Regions from separate parts of the Mus musculus genome. Here region 1 is linked to region 2. The links are chromatin contacts, called in public Hi-C maps. All regions are on one chromosome and are shown on one strand. The core of a region is the stretch at or near the end of the contact, and the rest is flanking DNA. Distances in the headings are between cores, read along the strand shown. Region 1 has its middle 92 kb from the start of Gm31485. Region 2 has its middle 54 kb from the start of Gm31542.

Region 1 (4,812 bases), core at 1,276-3,775, 66 kb after region 2:
CTGCAGTGTTGACGAAAGCAGTACACGCCTTTTTGAAGGAACCCTTCTCCATCAGCGATGTGGATGGGTTCCAACATTATGACCATAGCAGTGCTTCTGAAATATTGTGATATAAAAGAACGACTCACAGGGTGAGCTAAGGAGAATGTGTTCTAACACAGGAGTAATTTAAACTGGGATGATCCACTGTGTGTTATATGTTAGTCAGTATAAATCACCATCCGTTTTCCTTCCCTGACTCTAGCTGTAGCACAAAGACTATAGTTTCCACATCAAGTAGTGGATATCATTTGAGTTTAATGTTTTCCCCTTGTGGGGTGTATGGAGCAAATGCCTAAAAGGATCAAACAACACAGGGGATTTTATCTTTTCTTTATTGTCATAATGAAAATGTTATTGGTTGAACTTCACTTCATTATACGTAAATATAAATAAAACCCTGGAGGAAGAATGTTACCATTGGAAACTGCTATGCGGTGAAATCCAGGGGTAGACTCTGCCTTCTTACCCATGCTTCTCTGTAAGTCTTGAGTTTCCAAACAAACAACTAACTTTATAGTGAGAAAAATAGAAATACAGGCAAGGTGTCATCTTTGCTGGTCACACGGTCCCTTAGGAGTGTGGAACATTTTCAATTAAAGCCTTCATTTTCCTTACGTACATCAATATATGTGGGCCAAGTCGGGCCAGCTCAGAAGTGACTTCTGGCCTTTGCCGAGAGCTGGGTAGGAGGGACGGCAAATGGTTTTAGAACTTTAGAACTTGTGGGATATTGCCCAATGGTTAGCGCAGCCATGATGGCTTTGCCTTGACAGGCATGGCCCGAGGACTTCATGCTGTTACAGAGATCTGCCCTGCTTGCTGCCTTCACATCCTTCTTCATCTAAGAATTGTATGAAAAGGCTAAGGAGGTTTCCACCCCTCACTGGGCGGCATCTCTGGCGCTCACAATACTAATGCTCGATCTCACTCAAGGCATCCCTGCCGGAGCAGATTGATGACTCAGTCACCACCCTAGGGAAGAACTTAGAGACAGAGCGTCAGCTATGACCACCACCCTTAGAAAGCATCTGGGAAAATAAATTGTTAACGAAGCTAGGTTAGAATATTTCTGCTGCCGCCTCTGATGTAAAACACCTTAGGGAACCATTTGAAGTTCAGAAAGGCACACTTTTTTGTTTTTTTGTTTTTTTGTTTTTTTTGGGGGGGGGGGTTCGAGACAGGGTTTCTCTGTGTAGCCCTGGCTGTCCTGGAACTCACTTTGTAGACCAGGCTGGCCTTGAACTCAGAAATCCACCTGCCTCTGCCTCCCAAGTGCTGGGATTAAAGGCGTGTGCCACCACGCCCGGCTAGAAAGGCACACTTTTAAATGGTCAAGTTAGGGACCTTTTAAGGTCAAGGAACAAGAACAATGGCCGCACTGGCTGACACGCCCCTCACTGAGGCTGGGCTGGGGATGACTAATTTCTTGTACTAATTTTTGCCCTCAGCTTCCTGATATGATTTAATAAGAACTGCTGATGGCTAGATATGTATTCTGGGGATTTAAAATACATATGATTGATTTTTATGTAAAAGTTTAGATTTGTGACTCTTTTAAGATTCTTATGAGGCTACTTTTGAAGATAAATAATAAAATAATTAACCCTATCTTTGTAACCGCAAATTGCTGCCTGCCAATAAGAAAACTACCTTGCTTGCTTATACTTTGTTAATCTATAACAAGTTGCTTAGTTACAAATGAACGTGGGTTCTTGGGAATAATTTTTTTTTTACCTGCACTATGTAGTGTTATTTCTTGTAGAGGTATTGAACACACTGGGCTTGGTTTTGTTTTTTTTTTTTTTTTTTTTTTTTTTTTTTCTTTGTAACCATTTACTAGAAGAAAAGTAAAATCACATTGTAATTTTATACTGCTTGAAAGATTTTGCTGAGATTTATAGGCAATGGGAGAAAAACTAAAGTTGTTGGAATTTTGTTCCATCCATCAAATATGTATGTATGCATGTACGTATGTATGTATGTACGTATGTATGTAAAACTTGTGTGGGTATGTGTTGGAACTTATTCCACCCACCCACCAGGTATGTGTGTATATATGTGTATATGTGTGTATATGTGTATATATGTGTGTATATGTGATATGCTTGGAGCCTGCTTGCTGGAGCTTTGTTCCATCCATTCTATGTGTGAACATATATATGTCTGCCTGTAGGTCTGTATGTATGTATGTATGCATGCATGTATTTGTATATATGAAGTTACTGGAGTCTGCCTTTTGCTTCATCCACTCGGTGTGTGCGTGTGTGTGTGTCCATGAATTTTCTCAGTCTCCTTTCTTGCCAGCTCCTAAGAGCTAAAAGAGTTCAGAGCTTTTCGCTGCCCACAGGGAGTGCCAGCCCCAGTGAATCAAGCTTTGCTCCCCCAGAGAAAAGTCTGCTGAGTCATCTCTCTAATTGCTGGCTGCCTTAGGCAGCAGCCCCTGTGGCTGATACCTAGACCAACCTGCCAGCCCCTCTCAGTGCTGACCCCTGTCAGCTGCTCTCCACACTAACCCAGAGCACTGACACCACACCTCACTGCCTGTCTCAGCTTACCCCATGAATGTCAAAGCTGACTTTTGACAGGGCCTCGGAGTTCCTCTTTCCACTTTACCTTGGCTATTGTGCTGATGCCCAAGAGCAAGCTTCTTTTTCCAAGCCTCTGCTTTGAGAGCATCAGGGTCAGTAGTATCCAGTGGCCTAGGCTTTCCATCTTTCTCTGACCTCTTGAGCAATCATGGCTTCACATCGTTCATATCTTTAAGGATCTCTATATTTTAGGCTGCTTTGGGTGTCTCTTAGTCCAAGTCTTCTTAGCATTGAGGTTTTGCTCTCTTCGATCTGTCATCAGATCAGGAGCAGACATACTTGGTGGAGCACCAATGGAGGGGGCTGAGAGAAGGGAGGTGGGGGGAGGGAGGAGGTGGGCATGCTACAGTAACAGATGTGGAAGAACCTCCACTAGTCTCTGTTATCCCTGCAGGGTCACCATCTTGGCAGTCTGAGCTCTGGGGGCTGCAAGCTCTTTCGGTTAGGCCCTCTTTGGAGGAAGGAGGCTTGCCTTGAGGCAAGTTTGGGAAGGAAGTATGCCTGCTTGAGGTGGCCTTCTCAAAACAGGGAAGGGGAGGTCTGGACCTGACCTTGCCCTGAGTCTTATTGAGCTCTCTCCTTCTATGGCTATCCATCCAACATCAGCAAAAGATGCCACCGCTGGGTAAGTCCTCTTCTGGGTAAGTGGGACTCCATTCTGTCGCATGGCTGGTAAGGTGGAATTGAACTCTTAGACACTGCACCAGACGTTAGTTAGTTACCAAGTTTCCTTACAGTACTTCAAAACGAGCCAAGTGGTTTTTCAGACCAAAGTACCAACTGCACGCCGGGCCCCCACTCGAACACCCTCGTGAGGCACTGAGTCCAGTCCAGCCGTTCAAGCCTTCCCAACCTGCAGTTCACGTAGTTCACACATCAATGGCAGCTTGTGGTCCATAGAGCACACTCTGCTTCTTGGCAGCCCTTACCTTCCCCAGCCTCTCTGGGATTTTATCTTTTAATGGATGCCACCAGCCACATGTTTTATCACTCCTTAGCCGTCACTGAGAGCTCTTTGCCGCGCATCCTCAGCAAGCACGAGGAGCTCATTTCTTTCAATGCTATTAATCTGCTTTTCCCCTGGCTACCAGTGGTAGTCTGCATATTTTCACTGCTGACAATGTCTATTGGCTTGTTATGGAGAGGCTTAAGCTGCCTCTCCATACCGATTGTCTATTTCTTCTGATTTTTTTTCTTTGTGATTTTGTTTTTCTTTGCACAGATCTTTTACTGCAGCAAAATATAAAACCCTTGATGTACGAGTAGCAAGTATTTTTCACCCGTATCTTATTCAATCTTGTGTGTGAACAAAGGTAGCTTCTTAAAAATTCAGGACCAATTAGAATTTAAAATATTGCAACCCCTTTCTTTAAAAGACTTCTCATTTTTAGGAGTCAGAGAGTGGGAACCCCTCTCTGCTTATATACACGTTCGCTTGATCTTCTCATCGTGTTCTGTATAGTTGCTATTTGTATAATTGTAAAAATTGTTATGTTTATATACTATAAAGATATGAATATAATTGTTATATAATACCATTGTATAATTATTTTACGCAGCATGCGGAAGGGCCTAGTTTTATTTACTAGATGGTACCCCTTTCCCACTGGCTGCATGGGTTACCCATGGCTAGGTCCCTGGGCCTGGCTCTTGGAGTGTTTGTTCCCTGTGAGGTAGGAGGCAGAACCGCTGTTCCAACAGAAGGTAGGTGTTGGCAGCAGGAGTCCTGGTCCCTGCCTGGCTCAGTGTCGCTGCTGCTTTTGCTGTTCACTGGAGAAGGCTTTGGATCGCACACGCTCAACTCAGGCCTTTTCTAAGTTCTCAAAGCAGCAAATACCTTTTAGTTCACATGCCTGCGTGCACACGTGCACACACACACACACACACACCAAGCCAAGAACCAATTTTGAATTTTGACAACTGTAGTTGATGTCCTAAATTGATGCCCTAAAGGAGGACCACAGACTTCATCCTTGTCCTGGGAGACTTGGGGGTGGTGTCACCTGGCTTTCTTTTCAGTGCCTAGAGCAGACTTGTTTATGGCTGTGGGCTGATCCTAGCAAACCCTGGCTTATATAGAAATGCTGACACGGAACTTGCTGTGGTGACTCAGTGGGGCCACTGGTGCCAATAGGGGATAATTCTGGTTGAGTGAATTCAGTTTCGGTTGGGACAGGGGTCC
Region 2 (4,922 bases), core at 415-2,914:
CTTCTCTTTTATGGTAGCCTGTTTGTCTTTTTCAGAGTGATCTATGTTAGCAAGCCCTAAGTATGAGATAGTCAAGTCAGACTATATGTGTGTACAACAAAACCGTGCCAGCTTTGTACTCCAAACATTCTAGCAAATATAAAAACCTGCGATGTTTAAACAATGATTTTCATTTCAGTCTGTCACAGATAATAAAGAGATGCTGTTTCTGAGGAAATTAAAAAAACTGACATGGGAGAAATATTTATTTGCTTTCTACATTGGCTAAATGACTAGTAGATATTTTTTAAAAAATCAACCTGTAAATAGACAGATGCAACCAATTCCCTTTCATTAACAAACGCTGCGATTTCATAATAAAGCAAATTCATTAAAAAAAGTTTGTAGTCTTAAAGCTGAAGCTGCCACTTTCAGCCTATTTTAAAATACTAAAAAAAAATTGATATGCTAATTGGTAGAGGGAGAAAAAAAATCTTGTAAATCTTTAAAAAGTAGCTTGAATTTTTAAAGGCTCTTCTGGCAGGTTCAGGTAGGAAAAAAAAACAACAAAAAACAAAAAACAAAACCCTGTCCATTTCGTACAAGTTCTGTACGTTTGCCTCTCGCCTGAGTCTGCTCAGCAGCCAGCTTTGTTTTCCTTGTCGGCATAAGCAGGATCGGCAGCATGCTTTAAAGTTAATTAGAAGCAGGGTCTATATCGCCGTCAGCAAACATGTTATAAGCTTACTATTTAATAGTGATTCCGGGTAAGGCCATCATCCCCTTCCTAAATCCAAATATAAAAGCTGAAATCGTATTTGTTAAAACTGTCATGTTGAATTTGTGACCCAGATTGCTTTCTCGAGGCGTGCTGGGCCAGAGTTTGAGCAAGGACTGCTCCCAGCTGCAGACACCCAGAGCCCAGCAGCCTCCTGCGAGGGACTGAGTCGCTGGCTCCATGCTGCTCAAGCCCTCCGGCCTCCCCCTAAACAGGACTTCAACTTAGTCGGCTCTCCCGGCTTTTCCACATTGTAAAACCATTTGATTTATTTGTTTGGTTTGGTTTGGTTTTTAGAAGCTCTGCAGAAATTATTTCCTACTGGCAGAGAGGGCACTTGGAGTTACACCACATTAGTTTCACATCATTAGTTTAGCGTTCTCAAACTTAAAATTGGAAAGTATATGGACGGGCTTCTAGAGACCTCAATTCTGACCAGAGCAGAACAAATTAAAGCTGATGGGTTCCTTTTGCTGTCTAACGCGTGGGGCGATACATCATAAAGCCCTGCGGCCATGCCGAGGGGTTCCCTCTGTCAGCTCTGGAATTTGGTGGTAGGAAATGTTAGTTATTTTTAAAACGCGGGGAAAAGTCCACAGTTGCCATTCAGATTAAAAAACAAAAACCGTAATTGTATGTCAGTAATTGTAGCAGGCAGTCAAGAAGGGGGGTGCCTGATGACGGTCCGGACCCCATATTTTCAGCTTCTCTCACCTCCAGCCACCTCCATTCTGACTCTGGATCTTTATAAATAATTTAAAACCCTCGACCCAGGGAGGGCAAGCCAGATGCTCGCTCTGTTGGACCGGAGCACTAGGGGGTTGGCTGGGTGGGCGCAGCTGGGATGAGGCGGGTGTTATCCTGCTCTCCATCCGTGGTACCCAGCCGAGGAGGCTGTGCGCTGCTGGTGCCTGGTGGGACTAGAGCGAAGGCCCTGACTCCAAAGTGGCTCTCTGCATCTCTCCCAGGCTGTTCCAGCCCCCGGTGGCTTCCAGTCCTTCTCAAGCTCTGCGAGAAAGCCAGACCCGAGAAAGCCAGACCTTGGTTTCTTCCGGCTGTAGTGAGGGGACCAGCATGGCCCTCAGGTGAGTGCTTCCCGAAGCTCTCCTGCCACCTGTTGGCCGCTGCTGGTGCTGACGCGATGGGAGGAGCTGCGTATCCAAAGATCCTTTAAGACTGGGTTGGTTTCCTATTTGGCCCAAGGTCACAGGGCCTGGGGACCAATACCTGTCTCCTGATGACCCCTCAGGCACATTCTGGGTTTCCTCGTCCGTTCATCTGACCAGATCACGGCAACAGCCCTATGGAGCACTCTCAGAAATGCGATATCCAGATCCCTGCCTCTGTAGAAAAGATTACTGACAGTTGAGCTGGACATCCTGATTCCTCTCTTGGCTTCCTCTCGCCATCCTTGTTGGGCACAGATCTGATGTGTAAGAGCGCTTCTGGGATAGACAAGGCTTCTCCTCTGATGGCTAAGCCCTCTTGGTGGGGTGCCTCTAACATTGCCTGCATGGTTTGGGATTTCTTGCCGTTGAGCAGAGGTTCTGCCCAGACCTTTCCCTTTCTTTTCTTCGTATAGAGCCTCTCAGGGTTTGGATGGAAGGGTTGTATCGGGCACTTCCGCTAGAGATCCAAAAGAAGTGGCTCACGCCTTTAATCCCAGCACTTGGGAGGCAGAGGCAGGTGGATTTCTGAGTTCGAGGCTAGCCTGGTCTACAGAGTGAGTTCCAGGACAGCCAGGGCTACATAGAGAAACCCTTTCTTGAAACAAAAAACAAACAAACAAAAAACAACAACAAAGAAGTGTATTGGAACTTCTGGTGCAAAGAGAGAGCCATGCCTTCTCCCGTTTGAACGTCAACGATCACCTCCAAATATCACAGAAGAGCCGCGGTGTTCTGAAGGGCTGTCTTCCTAGCTAACAGCTGCATACGAGCTTGGGTACACCCACGGGATATTTCTGCAGGCAGTCTTTAACAAAATGTGGCTCTTAGTGTGGTCATTTGTCGATTAGGAGTATAAGACAGGGTGGCAGGCATGCTTGGGACACACACACAAACACTGCCCACCCCCAGGACAAAGCAACAAATCTCCCTGCGTTACCTGTGAGCCCAGTATGGGACCAATGGATCCAGCTTGACTTTGAGAATCTCTACCACACGTTTCTGAGGGAAGAGGCCCTGTATGAGGCCACGGCGGTGCCTGCATTCCTATTTTAGATGTGTGTATGTTTGTGTGTGAGGAGGTCTGAAGCCACTGTTGGCCCATAGGTGGTCCTGGGTCCCTCTGGAGATATGTTTTTTTTTATTTATTCCATGGGCTTTATGCACAGAGGCCCATGCCACTCTCAGCTCAGCCACCTGCACCACCCCTGAGCGTTGTACAGGGCAGCCATGAAGAACGGTTGGCCCACACTTGTACCTTGCCTATATTGAACCTCAGGTCTTTAATGGGTAGTAACTGGTCACCCCAGACACCTGTTCTTTGCCCCAGATAGGAAGCTGAATGTGAGAGCCCACTGCTTTCTTTGTGAATGAATTCCTCCTAAATTATCTGAGGGCAAAATGGTTTTAATGCTTCATCTCTAAAATCGTAGCCGTGCTGATATTTGACCTAATAGCTGTTGCTAATTTAGCCATGAAAAATAATTTTCTTAGTCTAATGCCTCGTGAAACCCTGATTTGCTGTAATTGAGTGGATTCCTACCCTTTCCTCCCAGCTTCTGTTGTAATTTAAGGTAGAAGGAACCCTTCGATGTATCTTCTCCTGGGTACCTACTGCTTTAGAGCAATGTATATGGAGACTGCCTTGTGGTCAAGAGCCTGACACATAGCTCTGTGCTTTCAGAGAACTAAAGGACTCACTGAGTTGTTGCTATAGGTTGGGCAGCCAAGGGAGGCGGGGGTAGGGGTGGGGTGGGGTGGGAAATCCTACTGAGCTAGGACTCAGACTTTTATGGAGAGGAAGGAACGTAGGAGAGTCAGTAAATGTCTACCCTCCTGGCCCCATGAACACGAAGAGAAGAAAGAGTCTGAGCAATAGACTATTTACCTCAGCACAAAAGCCGCCTCCCGCCCAGCACCTCCCCTTTTTCTTTCTAGCCTTTCTGACAGAAATACACAGCGGACTGAATGTGCCTTCCCACAATAGTGTCCATCATGAAATATGGGGGGGCAGCAAAGGGAAGACAAACTTTAAACACACCTGGCACAGCTGGTCCCCGCCTTTGTGCTCAGAATGGCCTCCAGCCAACTGGCTGCCCTGTCTCCATTCATGCACCCTCCAGAAGAATTCGAACAGGTTGACATTCTCTTTGTGGCAACACAACTTTCTAAAAATCGGCCCACTGGGCTGCCCCGGGAGAGTTCAGGACACCTGTCTGATAAGCAGTCCTACCAGGCCCAAGGGACTCACAAGAGCTCCGTGGTGCTCTGCCGGGGCAAGGGAATGAATGACTTCAAAGAGGAACAGAACCATGGGGTCCCCACTCTGTGATCACCTTCAAGACAAACAGAGCAGTTCCTCAGTGCCCCAGCTGATCCCCACCGAGCAAGCTGCTGGCTCTGTGGGAGTGCTCTGACCAAACCTCACATGGACTCCTCAGGAGGAAGAACAGGTGGTTGAGTGTGGGCCATTTTCCTCTTTGTACACAGCTGAAGCCCAGCACCCTTGTCTAGAGTTATGGCAAACTGAAACAGCATGCCAGTCATAGAAACACCACCTTTACTGTGGTCAAAGTGGCTATTCCATTCCCTCCCTCTGGTGGCCCTGATAGGAGACTCGGCTTTCCAACCCGCCTGTGCCTGTGTGGAGGAAGAAAAGGCCTGAGCCATCTTTTTCCAGCTGCCCCAATTCATTTGTTTTAACTTTCTCCCTCCCGAGATAACAGATTCCAGAGGCCAAGGAGGCGGTGTGTGGAAAGGCTTTTAAGTGGGGCCATTCTCGGCTATTTGGCTGTCTCTAACAGAGCCGAGACGTGATGAGGCTGCAGCGGCGCTTTGGATTTGAGGCTGATAAGACATCTCTTTCTCTCCCCCCCCCCCTTTTGTAAAACGCTGGAATCCTCGGCAATTATCAGCTGGGGAGTCCACACTGGTGTTTATCTGCAGAGGAAGGAGAAGACAGAATGGACTGCAGGACAGTCAATTGGCTAACTCGTCAA

The links. A called contact is a pair of places that touch in the nucleus more often than the background predicts.
Region 1: a Hi-C map of the N1E-115 cell line shows a contact between it and region 2, with 4 times the contacts expected there. The contact joins two enhancer-like sites. A contact is called at or near these places in 4 of 484 Hi-C or Micro-C datasets (the N1E-115 cell line, cerebellar granule neurons, cranial neural crest and 1 more) and 1 of 115 datasets of contacts at active chromatin or transcription factors (embryonic stem cells).

What each region holds. Positions count from the first base shown.
Region 1 is chr13:56,026,771-56,031,582 of GRCm38.p6, forward strand. It overlaps the pseudogene Gm47072. Among named protein-coding and RNA genes, the nearest start is that of Gm31485, 92 kb to the right of the region's middle. Within about 2 kb of position 2,526, at least 12 of the 459 cell types and tissues checked have an H3K27ac peak or open chromatin away from gene starts, as enhancers often do. A contact at or near this core is called in the N1E-115 cell line, where this site is marked.
Region 2 is chr13:55,961,582-55,966,503 of GRCm38.p6, forward strand. No RefSeq gene overlaps it. Among named protein-coding and RNA genes, the nearest start is that of Gm31542, 54 kb to the left of the region's middle. Within about 2 kb of position 1,665, at least 26 of the 459 cell types and tissues checked have an H3K27ac peak or open chromatin away from gene starts, as enhancers often do. A contact at or near this core is called in the N1E-115 cell line, where this site is marked.